Linked DNA regions of Mus musculus: all the other regions are linked to region 1. Evidence: chromatin contacts called from public HiChIP or PLAC-seq data. All regions are on one chromosome and are shown on one strand. Each heading gives the region's core, a stretch centred on a gene start, on an enhancer-like site or on the middle of the called end of the contact. The rest is flanking DNA. Distances are from core to core; before and after follow the strand shown. Region 1 has its middle 16 kb from the start of Ccnl1. Region 2 overlaps Gm34576 (a long non-coding RNA gene). Region 3 has its middle 23 kb from the start of Gm34924. Region 4 has its middle 26 kb from the start of Mir8120.

What was found. HiChIP or PLAC-seq counts read pairs in DNA pulled down with a chosen protein or histone mark.
Region 2: a contact with region 1 is called in an H3K27ac HiChIP or PLAC-seq map of embryonic stem cells, with 4 times the contacts expected there. The contact joins two enhancer-like sites. A contact is called at or near these places in 6 of 115 datasets of contacts at active chromatin or transcription factors (the NIH/3T3 cell line, astrocytes, bone marrow-derived macrophages and 1 more).
Region 3: a FOXA1 HiChIP or PLAC-seq map of pancreatic cancer cells shows a contact between it and region 1. The contact joins two enhancer-like sites. A contact is called at or near these places in 2 of 115 datasets of contacts at active chromatin or transcription factors (bone marrow-derived macrophages and pancreatic cancer cells).
Region 4: a contact with region 1 is called in a FOXA1 HiChIP or PLAC-seq map of pancreatic cancer cells. The contact joins two enhancer-like sites. A contact is called at or near these places in 2 of 115 datasets of contacts at active chromatin or transcription factors (embryonic stem cells and pancreatic cancer cells).

The regions. Positions count from the first base shown.
Region 1 is chr3:65,973,229-65,976,057 of GRCm38.p6, reverse strand. No RefSeq gene overlaps it. Among named protein-coding and RNA genes, the nearest start is that of Ccnl1, 16 kb to the right of the region's middle. Within about 2 kb of position 1,492, at least 437 of the 459 cell types and tissues checked have an H3K27ac peak or open chromatin away from gene starts, as enhancers often do. A contact at or near this core is called in embryonic stem cells and pancreatic cancer cells, where this site is marked.
Region 2 is chr3:65,468,160-65,470,988 of GRCm38.p6, reverse strand. The region is part of intron 2 of Gm34576 (a long non-coding RNA gene); the gene reads right to left. Among named protein-coding and RNA genes, the nearest start is that of Gm34576, 20 kb to the right of the region's middle. Within about 2 kb of position 1,473, at least 24 of the 459 cell types and tissues checked have an H3K27ac peak or open chromatin away from gene starts, as enhancers often do. A contact at or near this core is called in embryonic stem cells, where this site is marked.
Region 3 is chr3:65,602,303-65,605,131 of GRCm38.p6, reverse strand. No RefSeq gene overlaps it. Among named protein-coding and RNA genes, the nearest start is that of Gm34924, 23 kb to the right of the region's middle. Within about 2 kb of position 1,426, at least 39 of the 459 cell types and tissues checked have an H3K27ac peak or open chromatin away from gene starts, as enhancers often do. A contact at or near this core is called in pancreatic cancer cells, where this site is marked.
Region 4 is chr3:65,632,353-65,635,181 of GRCm38.p6, reverse strand. No RefSeq gene overlaps it. Among named protein-coding and RNA genes, the nearest start is that of Mir8120, 26 kb to the left of the region's middle. Within about 2 kb of position 1,366, at least 24 of the 459 cell types and tissues checked have an H3K27ac peak or open chromatin away from gene starts, as enhancers often do. A contact at or near this core is called in pancreatic cancer cells, where this site is marked.

The DNA.
Region 1 (2,829 bases), core at 243-2,742:
GACTGGTCGGTCTCAACAGGAACCAGTCAGTTCTCTCTATTCTAACACTAAAGGCGACCTGAAGTAAAATAATGTTAACCAATTAGGTTTGGGGGTTTTGTCTGCTTGTTTTTGTCAACTGTCAGAATTCCACTCCTGCCTTACAAGAACAGTCACTGTGAAATGTCTAATCGGTTTGCTCTTTCACGGGTCATCAGCACTCCATTCTTCATAAAACTAACTTATTCTGCCTCCGTCTATCAGAACACCCATTTTATAGATGAAATGTTGCCCAATTCTAGACTTATACACAAAACAACTATATGAAAATTCTTTGTCTTTTGACACCCTTATGAACATGTTTTCTTTAACCCTGCAATTTAGGTTTGTGGGGATTTAAAGGGCAGGATAAAAAGGACAGCTCAATCATCAGGAAAGCAGCCAAAGATCTGATAGTGTTGAAAACAAAACAAAGGAAGTGGCAATAGGGAGGGGAGTCGAGACAAAAGGGAATTTAGGAAGTGAACTAATAACAGTAGTAAAGAGAAAAAAGACAAAAGCAGGCAGAGCCTGGGTGGGGGTGGGGCACACTCAGACACCGCTTATTTAAAGGCGCCTTATTCAAGTTGGCCTGAAGGCGGTGGCTTTTGTTCACTTAAATTAGCCTTCTGGCCTTTTTAAGACAATTAACTATTCTCTAAAACTCAGCTGCTTTTCATGTCCAGCCTTTCAAGACGCAATACTTGGATAGGACAATCCAAAAGAAAATTAAAAATTACATTAATCTTTTCAAGCTAGGCTAAGGTGTCTTATCCCAGCCTTCTTACAGAAAGCCTCCACGCTCTCTCCAGTTTAGAGGGAAGGCATAAATACAGCTCAACGTTTCCAAATACATCTAATTGACCTATTTTCTTGTTGTTTCCTTTCAACGGAAGCCCCCAGCTTGGGAGGGGATTAATAATAGTTTCACACAAGAAATGGGTACATTTAAAGTTTGAAGAAACTCTAAAAACTGTTCAATTTAAGTGCTTGGAGGCCAAGGCACAGGAGAAGCAACTGGTCACTCAGCCCACCCCCGAGGCCCACGGCCAGACTGGATAAGGACTCGGCTATTGGCGTCACAGGAGGCTGGCGCTGCGGGGACCAGAAGAGGAGCAGCGTCAGCGCTCGCAGGGACAGAAGCCAGAGAGCGAGTTAGACACGCCCACAGGATGGGAGGAGGGCGCCGCGCGAGCGGGTGGGCGGGGCTAGATGACGGCTTCCGGTTTGTGCACTTCCGCTCCACCCGGTTCTCTCCCCCGCCCAGCGCGGCTCCCTGCTGGCTTTCCCAGAAACTGATCAGTGGACACTCCTCGGGGCTGGATGAGTCCCAACCCGAAACTTGTTAGTCCCAGCGTATGCTCTCTGGCGGAAAAGCCGCGGCTTTTCCTAGCTGGGGCAGGGGACACTAACGTCGCTTGTCTGCCGCTCTGCGGTACCACGTGGTCAGCGAGTTGGGTGGAGGTGGGGGGGAAGGAGTTGCCCTGCCTCCCCCAGTTCCCTGGGGCACAGTGCGGCTGTCCAGTCCTGATCTCTCCAGTGCCCTATTGAGTTGTGGTGACGAAGGTCTTACCAGGCTCCCGTAAACCTTGTTAATATCTTCGTAATGACCTGTTTACAAAATTCACTTGCCCCAGAACATTTACCAGCTTTCCTATCAAGAAGATAAAGAACATGTGATGTCATGGCCTTGGCATTTTGAATGTTCCCAAACGCTTTACTGGAGAGCAGAAACAGCTTTCTCTCCCACAGTCCACGTTGGGACTGAGTGTCCGCAAATCCCACACAACACACTAGAAAATAGCATGCTTTACCAATACTATAGGCTGACGTCTAGGTGTCGAGGTTTTAAGTTTAAAGCCGAGCCACGCTGACTACCTATAGTAAAATTGGCATTATAAACGAGTCACTACAGTACCTACAATTATATTTATTTATTTTTTTTTCTCTTTTCAAGACAGGGTGTTTCTATTTCTGGATGCTCTGGGGCTCTGTAGACCAGGGTGGCTGAAACTCAGAGATCTAGCATGCCTCTGTCTCCCAAGTGCTGGGATTTAAAGGCTTGAGCCATCACCACTCGACTGAAATCTTAAAATTTAGGTGTAAACTGTCCTTTTATCTAAATACAAAATAGTAATCCAGCCAGCACTCCACTGATCTCCGGGAACACTGTAACTAGAAACTTGGTTGCTTCTGAGAATCCAAAGATACACATGAAAACAGTGTGAACTACCAAAAGCAATTTTGTTCGTATTCCAATGTACTCATTTCTAAAGTAGCTGAAAAACTTAGGAATGTAAACACCTCTAAATTGTTTATTGACTGGTAGAAAAAAAAATCTTGTTTGTGATGGTTTGGAGGAGCAGTAGATGAGCAACATCTGTTTCTGAAGTATGTATGCCACTAGACAGAAACAAAATAGCCATCACCAATGCAGGACTTTTCTCTCCAGTGAGGTCAATGTTACAGTGTTTACAACTAAGTCCAACTAAAATTTCTTGCAAAGTACCCTCTGATGTGTTTTCAGGAAGTCTTTTCCTTTAGTTACAAAATGAGTATTGTTCAGTATGATGTCACAGTCCTTCCTAAGCTGCAATGTTAGCCTAGTTGCTGTCACAAAAAAGATTTTGGGGGGGGGGGGGGTGAGAATCAGGAAAAATATTTTAGAAACAGCCCATGTTACTACCCAAGTCAGTGACTGCCGTGTCAAAAGTAAATCTCTTATTTTGCAAAGTTAAAACTGAACAACCAAAATTTTTTTAATTAACCCTATTAACAGAATCTTTTAAAAATTTCTACATTCTCATTCCA
Region 2 (2,829 bases), core at 224-2,723, 510 kb after region 1:
GTCTCCACAACCCAAAATTTAATCCACTGACTTGACCTTCAAGACATGCAGGAGCCAGCCACTTCATATCACTATCATTGGTATTGATAAGGTTACATTAAAGGCCCATTAAGGAAAAATTTCTGTTGTTATAGAGAATAGAATCTCTCTGACCTGGGTGGAAACCTAGCACTCCAGTTGGGACAGGTAAATTAACAGGCCAAGGGGCCACCCCTAGGGAGGGAGGCTCACCTTAAGTCATGCAAAAGAAATTAATTATAATTAATCTTCTGATGAAATACTAAGAGACAGGCAGATTTCTGTGTTCGAGGCCAGTCTGGTCTACAGAGTGAGTTCCAGGACAGCCAGGGCTATACAGAGAAATCCTGTCTCGAAAAACCAACGGGGGGGGGGGGGGGGGGGGGGAAAAAGAAAAGAAAAAAGAGATATTATACCTTTTCTTCCCTTAATGAATTCCTGCCCTCACATAGATCCTATCGACCACCATGACTTGCTGTGAGCTTTGGTGGGTCTGTCCACCTTTTTGAGTGCAACTTTCCTGTTTCTTGATTGTTGTTGTTGTTGTTTGAATGTTGGTCAAAACCCAAGTACTTTTCTTGACACTTTAGGCTTCCTTCCTGTTTTTCTAAAGTCCCCGTCTCCACCATATGGCTGCCTGTTGCCAGGAGACAAGCTTCCATGTTGGTAACTCCGGTAGCATAGCTTCCCCCCTTCTCTTTTCCATTCTTTCTCCTTTTCCCTTCTGTTCTCCACTCTCTTCCTCTTAAGGAGTTTACAAGGTTTACAGCTTGCCTCCCTTGGGAGTTTTTCTTTTAGTACTAATAAAATTGACCTTGGGCGTCTGCTTGAGTTCATTCTTACATTCTTTTATCAATGAGATTAAGAAGCCTAAGAGGGGGAACCCCAGTTTTCCTGGTATCATTTGGACATCTAGTCATGGAAGAACTCCAAGATCTGTAACATAATCTCACTGTCTTAGTGGAGCCTGCCACGGGCGTTTTCTATAAGACCAAAACTTGTTCTTCCTTCTGTTCTCTCCAGGCACTGACCTTCTAACATGTTGTATAATTAAACTGTCTTCCCCCCCCTCCCCCAACCCCTCCCCCAACCCCTCCCCATTGTCACTGTTAGCTGCTAAGTAGATGCTTTCAAAAGCCACCTTTGCTCACAGGGACAGACTGCCTTATGGTTTGTTTTTAAAGGGCCTTTCTGTTGCTGTGATAAAAACATCACAACCAAAAGCAACTTGGGGAGGGAATAGTTTATTTTAGCTTACAGTTTATAATTCATCACTGAGGAAAGTCAGATTAGGAACCCAAGGCAGGAGCCTGGAGGCAGAAGCTGTAGCAGAGGACATGGAGGAATGCTGCTTACTGGTTTGCTCCCATGACTTGCTCAGTCTGCTTCCCTATATATCATAGTACCAGCTGCCCAGGGGAGCCACCACTCATAATGGGTTGGGCTCTCTCACATCAATCATTTATCAAGAAAATGCCCCACAGACCTGTCAACCTGCCAATTTGGAAGTATGTTCTCCATTGAGGTTTTATCTTGCCAGATGGTCCCAGCTTGTGTCAAGTTGTCCAAGTTAGCTTTTGTTTCAGGTCAGGGCCCTCCAGGGGAGGCAAAAGCAACTGGTGAGAACTGCTGAGTCATTTCACCCCACCACTTTTCGCTTACCTAGAGTGAAGCTTGGCTCTTTGTAACAGTAAACGTTCTGCCGTAGTTTGAACATACAGTGTATGAAGTATGACCTCAGCTGAACACGCTCCAGTGTGCTCCTCTCCCCTGGAATGAGGAATCTTTTCCTGTATGAGTCTGTTTGCCCAGACACACCACTGTGTCCCTGCTCCTACAACAAACCTTTCTTTGCACCCACTGAGATGCAAACTCATAGCGTTGGGTCACACCAGCTCTTCACCCCTAACTGTCCTGGCAAGAATAAGTTTTAATAAAAATTTACAGAAAGTATCAGTGAAAATTTATAAAAAGGATTAATTTATATTTTTTTGTGTCATTCTAATAGTAACTGGATATTTTAGTCCTTTCATTTGTTGGGTTCTTGGCCATTATCTGAAATTTAAAATTAATGTTAAAAAGCCATCATAATTATATGGGTAACATTTGCATGTATCAAACTCTTTTTTATGTTCACGTAGCAATTTCATCAAGGAGACTATTATGACTCCCATTTTCTAAATAAGAGAAACTACTTGAGACCTATTTCCCAGGCCACATAGGTAGGAAACAACAGAATGAAATTAAACCTAGCTATATTTGATTCCAAAGTCTGTGCTTTTTGCCTTTTTTGGTAACAAGTAATGCTCATATTTCAGTTTCTGGCATGTGAAAGGAAGTAGTGGAGAAAATTGTGTGGGTTTGAGATTAGCACACAGTTCTAGGGCATATTTGCTTCAGGACTCACAACTTTCTTCCCACCTCTGCACCTCCATTGAGACAAAGTTTCTCTATGTAGCCCTGGCTGGAACTCACTCTGTAGACCAGCTGGTCTTGAACTCAGAGATGTGCCTGGTTTTGCCTCCCAAGTGCTAGGACTAAAGGCATGTGCCACCAGTGTGCCTGGTCATATACAAATTTCTTAACTTCATTTATTTCATCTCTGAATTTGGAATCATAGTGCCAACGAAGGATGAATAAGGAGGCAGTGTTTAATATTTTGGCTTTAAACAATATGTTTGCTAAGGGCTGGGAAGAGATTAGGGGTTGAGAGCGTTTGCTGCTCTCTCTTCCCGAGGACCTGAATTTGATTTAAACATCCACACATGGTGGCTCACAACCATCTGAAAGTGCAGTTACAGAGGATATGAT
Region 3 (2,829 bases), core at 177-2,676, 370 kb after region 1:
TATCTATCTATCTATCTATCTATTTATCTAAAGTATATGAGTGTTCTCTTGTGTATGTGCCACATGTGTGCCTGGTACCCATGAAAGTCAGAAGAAGGCATCAGATCCCCTGGAACTGGAGTTTCAGATAGTTGTGAGCCACCATGTGGGTGCTGGGAACCGGGTCCTCTATAAGGGTAGCCAGTGCTCTTAATTGCTCCAACCCAAGTTTTTTCTTTGATGACATTACTAACCAGATGGTCCATGCTGTCCATTTTTCCAGTAATGACCTTGATATGTTAATCAATATGTTTTAAGTTCTTTGGTTATTCCAACATCTATGTCATATCTAAAGCTGGCTTTGGTGGCTACTGAATATCTTCACAGTGTATCTTTCTTTTTCCTTTCTTTTTTCTTTTCTTTTAGTATAACCTGAAATCTCTGGCTAAACACCAGGTACCTGGTTGTACCTATAGTAGGTTCTGAGGTAAAACAAGCCTTTAATGAGCATGTCTACTAATCTGGCTTACAGCAGAACTTCACGTAGAGCTTGTATAAATTCCAAATGATTCAGATATTTTAGTGCCCTTGTTCCTAACTCCTCTCTTAGCCTTGGCTCTCTCTGCCCCTCAGACAGTGTCTGGCGCCTACATTTCTTTCCATTGTAACCCATTAAAGGGTTGTTGTGAAGTGATAGAGTATAGGGGAGGGGAAATCCTAGAGTTTTCTGACCCACCCTGAGATGTCGGTGGCCTGTATTCCAGGAGTTTGGCCTTCCAGGACATCTACTGATAACAGTGAGGGAAGGAGCTAGTGAATTTGCAGATGATCAGATAGAAATTTCCCAACCTGCAACACAAAAGAATAAAGAACTAAGAACTCCAGAACCTTTAAAAAGCTGCAGATGGTATCAAAATGGATAACACATACAGAACTGAAACACTGGAAGAAAAAGACAGAAAATTAGGATCACCTATTTGAAATTGCTATTTTCATAGTAAGTGAGGTGTTATCTATCAGACATGTAATTTTCAGCATAAAGTCAATGGTGGCTTTAAAAGGGAGAATTGCCTTATGTATGTTTCAATTTTATGTGCCTGGTTGTGGAGTGTCTCATTCCTTCAGTTAGGAGAAGCTTAAAAGATGCTGGGCAGTGAAAGAGTTAAAGGATTATTTCAAGTTAAGGATGAGTAATCTTTCCAGAGTGCGGGGCGTTGAGAGTAAAAGATACAGGAAACAGCAATAATATAAGAATAAAACCACCTCCAGAAAGCAGGCAGATGGCAAGGAGTATTTTTTACTATAAGATTTGTTTAATGCTGCACATTCCTCCATGCCCTCATTAAATGGATATATATTTATCCCAGAGAACACAGTATGACTGTTAATAGAACTATGACAGATAGTCTTATGTAGTATGAGTCACAGGAGTAGAAAATCATTCATTCACAAGGGTCTCATTCACTGAGAACCGAAACTTTCACAACGTGAGGTGTTTGTGGAATGACTGTGAGTACCACTAGGCCTCTTTTTTTTTTTTTTTTTTTTTTTTTTTGTAAATTGTCAGATTTTTTTTTTCCTAGCTGAGAATGTTCAGAAGTTGCCTATCAGTCATGTGCTGCTACATGACTCACCTGGCTTGAGTTACAACATCTGACCAGCACCACACTCAAGAAGCATTAAGTTCTTGAACATCTGTCATCACATCCAGAGGGTTTCAGGAACCCTTGAAGCTACTAATGCAGTGAACCTCAGCCTTCTGTTTAGCAAGTGGTAGCTTCCAAACAATTGATTAAGCCTCATTCCAAGCATGCTTTGACCTTGTTAACTTGGAACCTGCTTTCTTTCAACCGTATTTAGGAAGATGCTGTTCAGTGGATCTTTTCCAAACACCCAATAGAATGACTTCTTGCGTAGCAGTTTCAACCGCTGAGCATTAAAAGCTAGAGTCTACACAGAGCTCAGGATCTCACAACATCTTCCGTTTGCTTGCCGAAGGAACACAGCGGGGAAATTTCTATCTTAAGTAGCGAAGCTCACCATGCTTCTGGAATGAGACTCAAGCCCTAAAGTGTTCACAGCGTGGTGCAACCGAATGTTTTCTGTCTTCAGGAGATAAGCTGGAGAAGTTTTGTTTCCCTGGCTTTCAAAAACCTTTACTACAGAACATGATGAGGAGAAAAAGGCAAGCCAGACAATTCTATAAGAGGACTTCTTGGGCCAAAGCCCCCTTCAGACAGGAAACTGATGGCAAGTTTCTTCTGTTCTCTCACAAGGGAAGGAGACAGTGACAGCCAGAGTCACTGAAGTAATAACAAAGGGCAGAAGAAGAAATAAAGGTGAAGCCAAATCTTACTTTCTGTCCCAAAATAAGACCATACAATTCTTACCACCACCCACATCCATCCTTTAAATTCCCAAAGTTTGGTTTCCTTACCCAACCATGAAGAATCATGGTCTCTCCAAAGTGAAGAACAGAAAACCTACAACTCTCAGCATTTATATACATTGAGTCACATTATGGAGAGTCCAAATAGCATATGTAGACCTAGTTTTAGGTTTTAAAAACCTATTTTAAGTTGTTCTTCATTCCACATAAATGTTGGGGGCTACTTATCTTTTAATACCTTGTAATTTTAATTGGGTGGCAACCTTTGACCACCCTTGTAGTGATAAAAGATAGTGAATTGTCTTAAAATAAACAATAAAATAAACCCAAAACAAGCTTGCTAGTCTCAGCACCATGGGGTCAGGGACACTCATTAGCCAATGCCTTTCACTGTCAGAAACCAGTTCAATGTCTTTTAGAGAAACTGCTGTGTCTGTGTGGAACTGAAGATGTCCTCTGGT
Region 4 (2,829 bases), core at 117-2,616, 340 kb after region 1:
TTTTTTCTTTCTTTCTTTCTTTCTTTCTTTCTTTCTTTCTTTTTTTTTTAAAGATATGCTTGATTCTGACTCCAGAGAATCGGGTTGAAGCTAGAAGTAGAATCAGTAGCCCAGTGGTAGAGCCCTTTGGGGGTCCCAGAGAGACATCCAGGAACTGTGTGTGAAACTGGACAGGATGCAGAGCAGCCTTTCCAATGCTCTTTGATAGCGTGGTCTGTCCAGACAGTTTCTGCCCTCAGGCTCTCTGCAGCCTCCTCCTCGTCCATCTGTAAAACACAGGAATGCACCTCAGAAACCTCTATTTTGTGTGTCTACCCCCAAGGGGCCGGAGGCTGCTTCAGTTCCACACCATAAAATTGCCAGATCCTTTGCTCTAGGTGTGGTTACGAGAGCAAGATGATTATAATCATTGGGCATAATTTGTGTCACCCTACACCCCAGCTTTCCTTACACTGGATTGTCAGTCTGCTTCAAGAAAGAGAAAAAAAGAAAAAAACAAGCAAGCAGAAGTAAAAAAGACGTTTATTGAAGTGGGATCATTCTGTTGGGTTATTTGTGCATCTTAATAAATCACCTGCAGAGCTGCCATTTTGGCAGCATGAGCTGATGTCCTGGTAACATCACCATTTCCTGGATCATCAAAGAATTTCCAGCGTGCCAAACCTGTTGTATTTGTCCCTACTTCCCTCCCAAGTTCATTAGCCTCGCCCACATCTTCTAACCTTTTGCATCTCCAAGGTGCACCATCTAGTACAGGCAGCCATAAGCCCTGGTAGCTACTGACCAGGAAGAGACAGGGGTCTGTCTTCTGCACTGATGTAAAATACACAGTCAGTAGAATTTTCTTTTTCTAGTAGTAGGAATCAAATGCAGGACTCGGTGCACGCAAACACTCCACCACTGAGCTGCATCCCCAGTCTTAAAAATACGTAGCATATTTCCAAAACATCATGTTGAAAACTCAACCCAAATGCACGCAGCTCAGTAATCCTTGATTATTGCTTGTGAATAAGCAAGCATGGTAATATTTGGGGTGTAACAAACTAAATAAAAGATATTAAGCTTGACTTTATCCTTTTGCTTTTTACAGTGTGGCTATCTGGAAGCTTAAGATCATAAATGTGCCTCGAGCTTGTTTACATTATATTTCTCTTCTATGGTGCTGGTCTAAATAGTTTGCATTCCTTTGCACAAGGAGTGTGGCTTGCTGAAGAAAAAAAAATCCGTGGGTAATATTGTCTACAGTTCTTTAATCTATGCACAGGAACACCAAATGGTTTCAAAGGTTCTATCAGGATTTATGCTTTAAAATCTTCTTTTCAAAGAATGACTGGATCCAAAGGGAAGCCAGTTGTGCTGGAATCCATCTGTTCAACCACAGCATTGATAATGGATGACGTGGAATGACTCAGAGCCACGGTAAAGGCAATGGCTCTTTTTTGTTTGTTGGGCTGGTTTTTTTTTTTTTTTTTTTTTTTTGGTTCTTTCCAGACAGGGTTTCTCTGTGTAGCCCTGGCTGTCCTGAAACTCACTTTGTAGACCAGGCTGGCCTCGAACTCAGAAATCTGCCTGCCTCTGGCTCCTGAGTGCTGGAATTAAAGGCCTACACCACCACTGCCTGGCTGGCAATGACTCTTTCTCTTCTCCATATCATTGTTCACTGGACCAAAATCGTATGTGTACTGTATTTAAGACTAGGAAACTTGAGACTACAAAACGTTTGTTTTGTTTGTTTGTTTGTTTTATGAGGTATTTTCTTCATTTACATTTAAAATGCTACCCCAAAAGTCTCCCATAACACCCCCCACTCCCCTACCCACGCACTCCCACTTCTTGGCCCTGGCGTTCCCCTGTACTGGGGCATATAAAGTATACAAGACCAAGGGGCCTCTCTTTCCAGTGATGGCCAACTAGGCCATCTTCTGCTACATATGCAGCTAGAGACACGAGCTCTGGGGGTACTAGTTAGTTCATATTGTTGTTCTACCTATAGGGTTGCAGACCCCTTCAGCTCCTTGAGTACTTTCTCTAGCTCCTCCAGTGGGGGCCCTGTGTTCCATCCAATAGCTGACTGTGAGCATCCACTTCTGTGTTTGCCAGGCACCGGCATAGCCCCACAAGAGACAGCTATATCAGGGTCTATTCAGCAAAATCTTGCTGGCATATGCAATGGTGTCTGCGTTTGGAGGCTGATTATGGGATGGATCCCCAGATATGGCAGTCTCTAGATGGTCCATCCTTTTGTCTCACCTCCAAACTTTGTCTCTGTAACTCCTTCCATGGGTGTTTTGTTCCCAATTCTAAGAAGGGGCAAAGTGTCCACACTTTGGTCTTCGCTCTTCTTGAGTTTCATGTGTTTTGCAAATTGTATCTTGGGTATTCTAAGTTTCTGGGTTAATATCCACTTATCAGTGAGTACATATCATGTGAGTTCTTTTGTGATTGGGTTACCTCACTCAGGATGATGCCCTCCAGGTCCATCCATTTGCCTAGGAATTTCATAAATTCATTCTTTTTAATAGCAGAGTAATACTCCATTGTGTAAATGTACCACATTTTCTGTATCCATTCCTCTGTTGAAGGACATCTGGGTCCTTTCCAGCTTCTGGCTATTATAAATAAGGCTGCTATGAACATAGTGGAGCATGTGTCCTTCTTACCAGTTGGAACATCTTCTAGATATATGCTCAGGAGAGGTATTGTGGGATCCTCTGGTAGTACTATGTCCAATTTTCTGAGGAACCGCCAGACTGATTTCCAGAGTAGTTGTACAAGCTTGCAATCCCACCAACAATGGAGGAGTGTTCCTCTTTCTCCACATCCTTGCCA